Regions from separate parts of the Mus musculus genome. Here region 2 is linked to region 1. A link is a contact called in public Hi-C data. All regions are on one chromosome and are shown on one strand. The core of a region is the stretch at or near the end of the contact, and the rest is flanking DNA. Distances in the headings are between cores, read along the strand shown. Region 1 holds the start of D930020B18Rik (RIKEN cDNA D930020B18 gene). Region 2 overlaps Srgap1 (SLIT-ROBO Rho GTPase activating protein 1).

Evidence for each region. A called contact is a pair of places that touch in the nucleus more often than the background predicts.
Region 2: a contact with region 1 is called in a Hi-C map of embryonic stem cells, with 2.0 times the contacts expected there. The contact joins the enhancer-like site here to the promoter of D930020B18Rik in region 1. A contact is called at or near these places in 6 of 39 promoter capture datasets (the C10 cell line, the HPC-7 cell line, embryonic stem cells and 2 more), 8 of 484 Hi-C or Micro-C datasets (the C10 cell line, cortical neurons, embryonic stem cells and 2 more) and 2 of 9 other capture datasets (adipose tissue and embryonic stem cells).

Annotation. Positions count from the first base shown.
Region 1 is chr10:121,638,733-121,643,238 of GRCm38.p6, reverse strand. It overlaps D930020B18Rik (RIKEN cDNA D930020B18 gene), which reads right to left and starts at 1,538. Exons shown (of 13, transcript NM_177335.4): 1 at 1,170-1,538. The coding sequence starts at 1,421.
Region 2 is chr10:121,860,243-121,864,752 of GRCm38.p6, reverse strand. The region is part of intron 6 of Srgap1 (SLIT-ROBO Rho GTPase activating protein 1); the gene reads left to right. Among named protein-coding and RNA genes, the nearest start is that of Gm46183, 67 kb to the right of the region's middle. Within about 2 kb of position 3,217, at least 13 of the 459 cell types and tissues checked have an H3K27ac peak or open chromatin away from gene starts, as enhancers often do.

The sequences.
Region 1 (4,506 bases), core at 289-2,788:
GAAATAATGTCAAGGATTTACTTCTTTTACTCAAAGAAAAAAGAAAGGAGAGGAAAGGGAAGGAAAAGAGAGCAGGCCAGCTGGCTCAGCAGCTCAGAGAGCTGCTTGCTTAATGCCAAGCCTCAACACCTGTGTTCAAGTTCCAAGACCCACAAACTGAGAGAACTGACTTACACAAACTCCTCAGACCTCCACATTCTCACCATGACACACACACGCACACACACACTCACAAATATACACGTGCACACAAAATAAAAAGTGTAATAAAAGTTTCAAAGAAACAAAGGTAGCCACAGCCGACATCTGAGTAGAATTTAAAAAGAAAATTATTTAATTGTATTATTTTCTTATAAATGTGTTAAAGCCAAGTTACTGTTCTGTGGGCAAAACAGCTTCATCAACAGCCTTGCCAACTACTCCCATGGGGACACAGACTTAGGCAAGCGAGAGTAAAGGCTAGACACAAGTCCCAGAGGAACTAGGAACACCTGGAAAGCAGCTCAGACAAAGAGACCTGGAGGCAATCAATAAAAGGAGAAACAGGAGAGGAGGCTGTGCCTCCAATCAGCTGCTGCGTCTTAAAGTCAATCTATTCCCAGAGGAGAGGGAAACAGTGGCTACTCTAAAACCCAGGGCAAGACTGTATCTCTTGAGACTCAGTCCTGAGGACACTCCTTCCAGGAAGCTTCCCCACTCCGTTTGAATTAAGTGGCCAGCCTGAAAGACGCACGGATCCTGTGCACATCACGCAAATTATTCGCTCACGCACTTTTTCTGGACCAGTCACGTGTGGACTACACATGAGCGGCAAGAAAGTAAACAAAGCGTGGCGGCGCTGGCTTGCACAGGTGTGGTCTCCCGTTCCTGCAGAAGAGGTGCAGCACGGTACCCGCACGGAGTAGGTGCTTAATGAACAAGAGGCTTGTCACTATAGCGAGACTGGTTGTCAAACCTGTTGCCCAATTTGGGAGCAGAGGGTTTTCAGGAGGAGAACGGGAGAACTTGTTTATTTGAAATTCTACATCAAACCCCAGCTTTTCCACGCAGCTGCTTTCACTGACAAGAGATGAAGTCCGGGGCGGGATGGGGAAGGTGTTCCTCCTTTCTCCAGCGCCAGAGGGGGATGCGAGAGTTTAGGAAGGAGCCTGCCCGCCCGCAATCCTCACCAGGTCAATGGCCACGACGTCCCGCAAAGCCACTACCCGCCGGATGGACTTGGGCGGGTTCTCGGTCAGGTAGATGAGCCGGTCGCTGAGCACCACGTACTTGAACGTGTGCTTCTCGGCGTCCGACACCACGATGCACGGCTCGTAGGCGCGGACCGCGTCGTACACCTCCGGAGGCAGGTGCCGCCGCAAGAACGCGTCCAGACGGCTGTTCGTGCGCCCGGGGAAGCCGGATCGCGCGGGGCTTGCCATGCGACACCCGCGACCAGGCAGAGTATCCTGGGTGGCTGCGACTCCACGACACCCAGTGGAACCCGCGCGCGCCACAAAGCCGCGCGCCTGCCGCCTCTGCCACCAGCGCGTCCCGGTGCCCGGAGCCGGACCTTGCTTCAGGAACCAGCTCCGGAGTCGTGTTCCCCGAGCCCCCTGCCCCGCCCGGTCCCGCCCCTAAACTTCGTCCTCACCTACACAGCGATGGGCGGAGCAAGACTAAAGTGTTGATTGACAAGGAGAAGTACTCAAGGGTCTGGGAAGAAATACGGCCCCTTTTCAGCTACTGAGCCACATGGTCACATTAAAAACTCCACTGATAACGGAGGCCGGTTTGAATCTGATTTCCTGTTAAAGAGAAACTTGAAACCGATGGGATTTTGCGGAGTTGAGAATCCTATAATTACCATAACACTGCCTGCTGTGACTTTCAAGCTTTGTCTTAGAGGCAGGAGTCTCCAAAGACCCTTACAAACTGTTTTGGTAACTCAAGCCATACAAGCCGTGCGTCTGTGTCCCCGATGCCTAGAACGATGCGGAAAATGAATGCCAGGTGGAAGGGCCCTCTGGAAGCCGATGGGTTGAAGGATGTGATTATGTAACCTTAGAGATGCAGAGCAATAAAGGGGTTGCTTCACGTTTGCGAGCTGGCCAGGAATAACGCTGTATGTTAGGTTGGCGTGCTAGGAAGCACAATAGAAACTTGCCCTAGGTGTGCGCTTCCATTTTTATTTCAAACCCCGGAAAACCCATCTTTCTCCCCCTTCCCACTCATAGAAAGACCCGAGGATGGAGCTGGCCCACATTTGTAGGTCCAGGATTCCAGAGACAGGCCTGAGGACAAGCCATAAACTGGAGGTCTACCTTTGTTAATCTAGTGAGTTCTGGGATGCACGGCAAAACCCTGTCTCAAAAGTAAATTCATGGAGATGATACAATGAAACTATATTATTCCTCTATTTGCTAACAGACCTCAATAAAGTCTGATGTTCCTTACGGTGATTTATAGTCTCCCTTTTCATACTTTACTATTATGAGCTGAATATTGTAAACAATTCCAAATTCATCATGGGAGAAGAGCATAGATGTGTCTCAGTATACAACCAGATATGGTGAACAACTCACCACAGCAGGGAAAGAGTAAGTCATTGTTTCTTTTCTTAGCATGTAATTGCTCGGAGTGGGGAGGAAGTGCCACCTGCTGGCAGAATCTCAAATTCTGTGTGGCCTAGCACTCAGTGTCCCCAGAATCTGCTCTGTCTGACTCCTCAGCCGATAGATAAAAATTGACTCTCACCATGGTTACAAGCTTTGCTGGTAAAGGACCTTTGCCACTTTAAGCCAATAGAAAGGCAAGGACCCTCAACTCTGCCTGATAGTTACCCTCACAGCAGCTCAGTGACAAATAACAGTAACTGTGACATCAGAGGTAGAAAGTGACTTCAGACCACTCACTGTTCTGTCTCTGGGTTTCTGGTTTTATACCCACTTCCTGGGACCAAGACAAACAGAACGCCCGGAGCATTCCAGAAATGGTGTTGCACTTGCTGTGGGTGCTTAAACACCCATTGAAAAACAATTAGCTTTTGGTGACCAAGACACCAACTTTAATAAACCTTAGGATGAAGCACAAGACAGAGGTACTAATGACCTCATCTAGGCTTGGCGACTCACAGAGAAGACAGTGTCATGGTTTCCAGGTTCTCCATGTTCCACTCTGTTGCCAGGGAAACAGCAAAGGTCAGATGGCAAGGATGAGATTAACCAACTGCAAAGGAAAAAATTGCTGAATTTGGAGCCAGGGGCTGGGGAGGGGGGTGTATTGGATTAGTACTAATACCACTGTTCACTATCTGTGAGAGTTTTAGGGAAAAAAAAAATATATATATATCACTTAGCCTTCCTGAGCCTAAGGCTCATCATATATAGAATGCAACTTCTAACACGTGCCTGGCCTACCAAAGAGAGCAGAAGTGAGGGCTAGAGAGTACCCAGCCTGCCAAAGAGCAGGAGTGAGGGCCAGAAAGTAGTAATGACACTGAAGTGTTTTTGTTCCCCAGTTTTTTCAAATCCCTCCAGAGTAGCTAACCCATATACACCCGAGATTAGTATTCGCTCCTTGTCATCTGAGCCTGTCCAAACTCTAGAAACTTTTAGCACAATAGATTCTGAGTGATCAAGCATTCGATAACCATTTCCACCAAGAGAATGGAGGGTTCCTTGCGGGGCGCTAAGCTCAAAAGGCACGACATCGACGTCCATCAGAACGGAGCGGTATGTCTTGAGTCCAGGGTTAGTGTAGACTGAATTAATTTGAATTAACTTGAAAGAATAGGATTTATGAGCATAATGTTAAAGCAGGCAAACCGGGTTCACACTGTAGTCCTCCAACCCGGTTGTAAATGACCTTGAACATCTCAGGGTCAAGGCCTAGGTGAAATTTGATGCTAGGTAACTGTCACCTGGCTAGCCTGCCATTTTAAGAAAACTTTCTCATGCCCAGGTTGATTCCATATTCTGTTATGTTCTGTGCCCTTGGGAACCAATCACGATAGAAGCCAGTAGAACTGCTTTTGTATCCACAGTAAGACTGGACCACAATCAACCACTCAACAGTACTTCCTGCACCTGCGTATAAGCTTTTATATGGTATTTGCTTTTACAAGTTGTCCCTGGGATGGACCCCAAACAAGAGAGACTCCTGCACCAATATAAGAAACTTTGTAATAAGACTTCCATTTTGAGTAATGATCAAGTAAATATTAAATTCTTAAGACCTCCCTGGGAACTGACACCCTACTTGGCAGAAAGAGACATGGGTAGCTGACATCCTGGTTGGTAAGCTAATGTTAGACAAGTACCATCCTTGTATAGATACGTTAAGACATGAATATTAGACAAGTCGAGTCCCTTGCCACAGTTGAACACCCCAACCAATGGGATCAGGGTAAGTGTACAACAACCACAGGCTCCTAAGGAAAGGAAATCCCCCTATTCCTAAACCCTGATTGGTGGAATGACTTAGCATAGATGTTTGTAGATCGCAGGCTTTAAAAGCCCTGTAGGA
Region 2 (4,510 bases), core at 1,968-4,467, 220 kb before region 1:
AAGTTCAAGTTTTATAAGTGATTGCCTCAACTCTTTAACAGTGCAGTCACACAAAAGGACTTTATTTTTCTACAGTATGCGTGTCTATACTTGTCCAGGGAAAAGCCCAGGAGGGGTTATGACTCAGAGAAACAACACAGGGAGCTTCTGAGACAGTGCCAATACTGTTCTTAGATTTATTGATTGTATGTGTATGAATGTTTTGCCTGCATGTATGCATGTGCACCACATACATGCCTGGTGCCCATGAAGGTCAGGAGAGTGTGCTAGGTGCCCCAGAGCTGGACTATGTCAGGTGGTTGTGCACCACCACAAAGGTGCGAGAACTTGAACCCAGGTCCTCAGCAAGAGCAAGTGCTCTTAACGTGTGTGTACATGTGTGTGCATATGATGTGAGTGTACTCATGAGTGTCTGAGTTTGGGTGTGCTGTGGTACATGTGTGGAAGTTGGAGAATGACCTTGGGTTTCATCCTTGCTTTCGCTGTTGTTTGAAACAACTGTCTTGTTTCCACTGCATTTGCCATTCTGGCTGGCACAAGAGCTTCCAGGGGTTTTCTCGCCTTGGCTTTCATCTCACCACGAAAGCACAGGGATTAAAAATACACTCACCACCACATCCAGCATGGTGTGGGTTCTAGGGATTTAACCTCAGGCCTCACACCTGTGCAGCAAGCACTTTGCTCCCTGAGCCTTCTCAGCCAAGAATGTAGGTTGGATGGCCCAGAACTCACTGTGTAGACCAACTTGACTTTGAACTAGAGGACATCCACCTTCCACTGCCTCCAGAGTGCTGGGATTAAACACCTGCGCTGGCATGCCCAGCTAAGCAAGCAGGCCTGGACAATAGGGTCCCTTAATCTAATAATCAAATTCCTCAGTCTGTAAATTCAGAATTCTTAAAAATAATTGGGACTAAAACCTCATTTCTGTCAGGAAAGGCCTGTATTTCCATACAGATCTCTTTCCATACAGATCCTCACTTGTAAGATGCATTCCTCAATGATAAAATGCTATTGGTCCCTTGTCACCAAATACCTGCCCAGTAATAATCATTTGCTACTCTTTCAAAACAGTTCTGTTTCCCAGTTTCTCCTGAAAAAAAGTCGCAGCTCCCTTGGAAGCTTGGAGGCTAAGTCTTTCTCACGTGATACTTCCAGGAGATAACTCGCTACTCTGGCCAGTTTTCTCCACACAGATATCTCTCACACACTGGCTCATTGGCTGTATATGCCGTGGCTTTCCTGGCCACTTATACAGAATGAGACTGGAATTAGATTGCAGTGCATAGCCCCCACTGCCTTTATGCCATCGTTTCTGAAAAATCAATTATGCTAAAACTTTGAGCCTTATCTTTTTGTCTCTTGGGACATACTATGTCACTAAAGACCAACTTATTCAGAGTTCGCCTTCCTTAATTCGTCAGGACCACGCCCCACACACACATGGTGGTATCGAGTCATCTGTGAAAACTTACCAAAAAGTGGTACCACATTTCCCCCGTTAGACCCGAACTCTTATTAGAAAGATTACAGAGACTGTGTTCGTTGGGTTAACGCATCCTACTGATCATGAAGACTAATGTAGACATAGTTTTAGTCCATTGTGATTTTTGAGGGGTGTTTAAAAACTGAAACGAGTTAGGTGACTGAAGGAAGTAGCATTTTAAAGTTTCTTCCAGCAGGGATGCCACAGGCTTTTGCTTCAAGGAAGTCCCTAAATAAGGACTGGTGGTGGTTGTCGTTGTTGTTGCTGCTGTTGTCTCCAGTGTTTGCTTGGCCATATTCCTCTGGATCTCTGAATGTCAAAAAGCCCCCGAAGTGAGACCCCAAATCTCTGTCTTTTGCTTCTTCTCTTGGTTGCATCTAAATGATGGCCCTTAGATTCCTATCATCAGCCCTGATCCTCTCCCCAGGCTCTGGATATGTGTATCAGTTTCCTGCCAGCGGTTGTACACATGTGTGGGCATTCTGAACACTCATAACTCCCTAAGCACCTTTAATATCTATTTTCCCAACCTTCCCCACCCTCTGTACAGACAGCTTTCTTCTTAGTAATTTTCCACACCCCAAGAAATGCTACCACTTTCCTCCCATAGAATACATCAGCAAATCCCACGATCTCTTCCTCGTAAAGATTCCAAAACTACGTCCCACTTCTTATGACAAGCTTGGACTCCTGGGCTTTCTCCTCACCACCTGCCCATGTTACCTCCTTCCGTCCGTCCGTCCGTCCCTCCATTCCATGAAATGTACCCCCACAACCTACACTCATGGCTTCCAAAGCTCTACCCTCTTCCCACACTATCAGAGTACTAAAAGTCAGAAATCAGACATGTTTGAAATTCCTCAGAGGTCTCCTGAACCCTTAGCGTAAGAGCTGAATATTTGTAATTATCCATTATGAATTGGTACCCACCTGCCTCCCAGTTCCATCTACACCTTGCCATCACTTGCTAAGCTTCAGTGTGCTGAGCTGTCTGTCCCACAAAACCACAGGGCACTTCCTTGCTTGGGGCCTGTGTGCTTTGTTGCAGAAGTTTACAAGAGTCAATCCTTCCTCGAGTGCACACCCACTGCCCTAAATAAAAGACCAGCAGGCTTCCTTCTGGAGTCTTGACACTCCTCTGACCCCTTAGTCTTTCTATAACATTTACTGTATCGCCTGTATTTGAGCTCACTGTGTCTGATCTCTCTCCTTCCTCTTGATTTTATTTGCATTTGTTACAGAGACTTTTTCCCCCTGAGAGAATGAGTCTGGTGGGTGGGAGATGCTTCAGGGAACAGGTGACTATTAAGGTGTTCATTGGGACCTATCAGCAGTCAGTATCAGTCCCGGTTCCTACTTTGTATCTAGTCCTGGTAAGGAGATGTACCACTGAGATCTTCCCATTGCTCAGGGGGAACTCTGAAACTTTGTTCTTATTAAGCGTTTGGCCACAGTTGATAGAAGAGCAACACGAATGGAATTGCCAGCTTTCGGGGGATTCTCAGAAACCCTGAGAGGCACAATATAAAATGTATAAAATGTGCTTGTGAAAGTTAAGGTATCTGGCTTGACCCCCATGGGATGTTTATTTCTCACAAAATGTGTCTATGGCTTCTGGGTTAAAGTAATAAATGTCCAGACGGAAATGTGGAGGACGAGGAGACGCGATTCCAAAGCAGGGACTCCTTCACTTGACTGCTAATCTGGGAACTTTGGACTCACGTCCTTCTAGGGCCTCGAAAGCCACTCGTGGGCACACGAGAGCTGCTGTTTTTAGAATCCTTCTGCCCTTGGCTTGTCCTGTTTTTCAGAAAGACTCAAACTAAGGTGTGAGGAAAGTCTTTATCCGATATCCATGGCAAAGTAAGAGTCAAAGGTGTGCTTGGTAACCCACTGCGGTAAGCACCTTTCTCCTGAGGAGCCTGTGCCCCTCCAGCGTGTGAAGTCCTGTTCACCTCTTTCCCCTGCTCAGGGCGCATGCCTGGTCTATGGGGGATGGGGATCTTATATAAACCTAGCTGTGCTTTGTTAGAAGTGAAATCCAGATGTAGGAATCAGAAGAAAAGGCCACTCAGATCTCTCAGGCCAAGGGCACAGTACATGGGTGAAGGTGAGACTTCTTCAGGAAAATAGGCAACACCCCCTCCTCCTCTCAGTTCCCATAGCTACTGGAGTCACAGGGTGCTTGGGGCTCTCCTCTGTGAGCTTCCAGAACTGCCCTGCAGACGTCCTTGGCTAGGACTTGGGGAATCAGCAACACCAGACTTCTTTTTTTTCTTTTTTCATTTTTTATTAGGTATTTAGCTCATTTACATTTCCAATGCTATACCAAAAGTCCCCCATACCCACCCACCCCTACTCCCCTACCCACCCACTCCCCCTTTTTGGCCCTGGCGTTCCCCTGTACTGGGGCATATAAAGTTTGCGTGTCCAATGGGCCTCTCTTTCTCTTGCGGGCTCCTGGTGTCATGGAATGTGCGCTAAAGGAGGGCAGAGAGGCAGGGAAAGCAAGGGGCCTTCTGGGGAGCCGGGGTCCACGAAGTGATTGTGTTAGTCGCTGTCCTTGATGCTTCATCTCAGCTTCCCTTGCATACTGGTTGCAACCCTTTGGGCTGTGGTTAGCCTGCTGTGCTTAGACTAACACCTAGTATGCTGAATTTTGGCAGTGCTTAGGATTTTTAAACATCTGAAGATTTTTTTTTTAATTTTAATGCATGCTTTTGATTCCAACAGCCCTTCCTCCCCCACTTTTTGGGTCTATGATGTTGTGCATTCATCTAGAGTTCTTCATCTGCCAGAATAACAGAGCTTTGTGTGAATGAAGTAGTTTATTGGTTTCCTATGTATTTTCATCATTGAATGTGCTTGGGCTATAACTCAGCTCTCTGTGCAGAAGCTGGCCTTTCGTGTCTCATTAATAATTCATAAGCACCATAGAATCACTTGAGACCTTTTTAGCCAAATATCTTTGAGTCCTAACATATCCAATGTCATTTCAGCTTCTGGTTTAGAAAAAGAGACTCC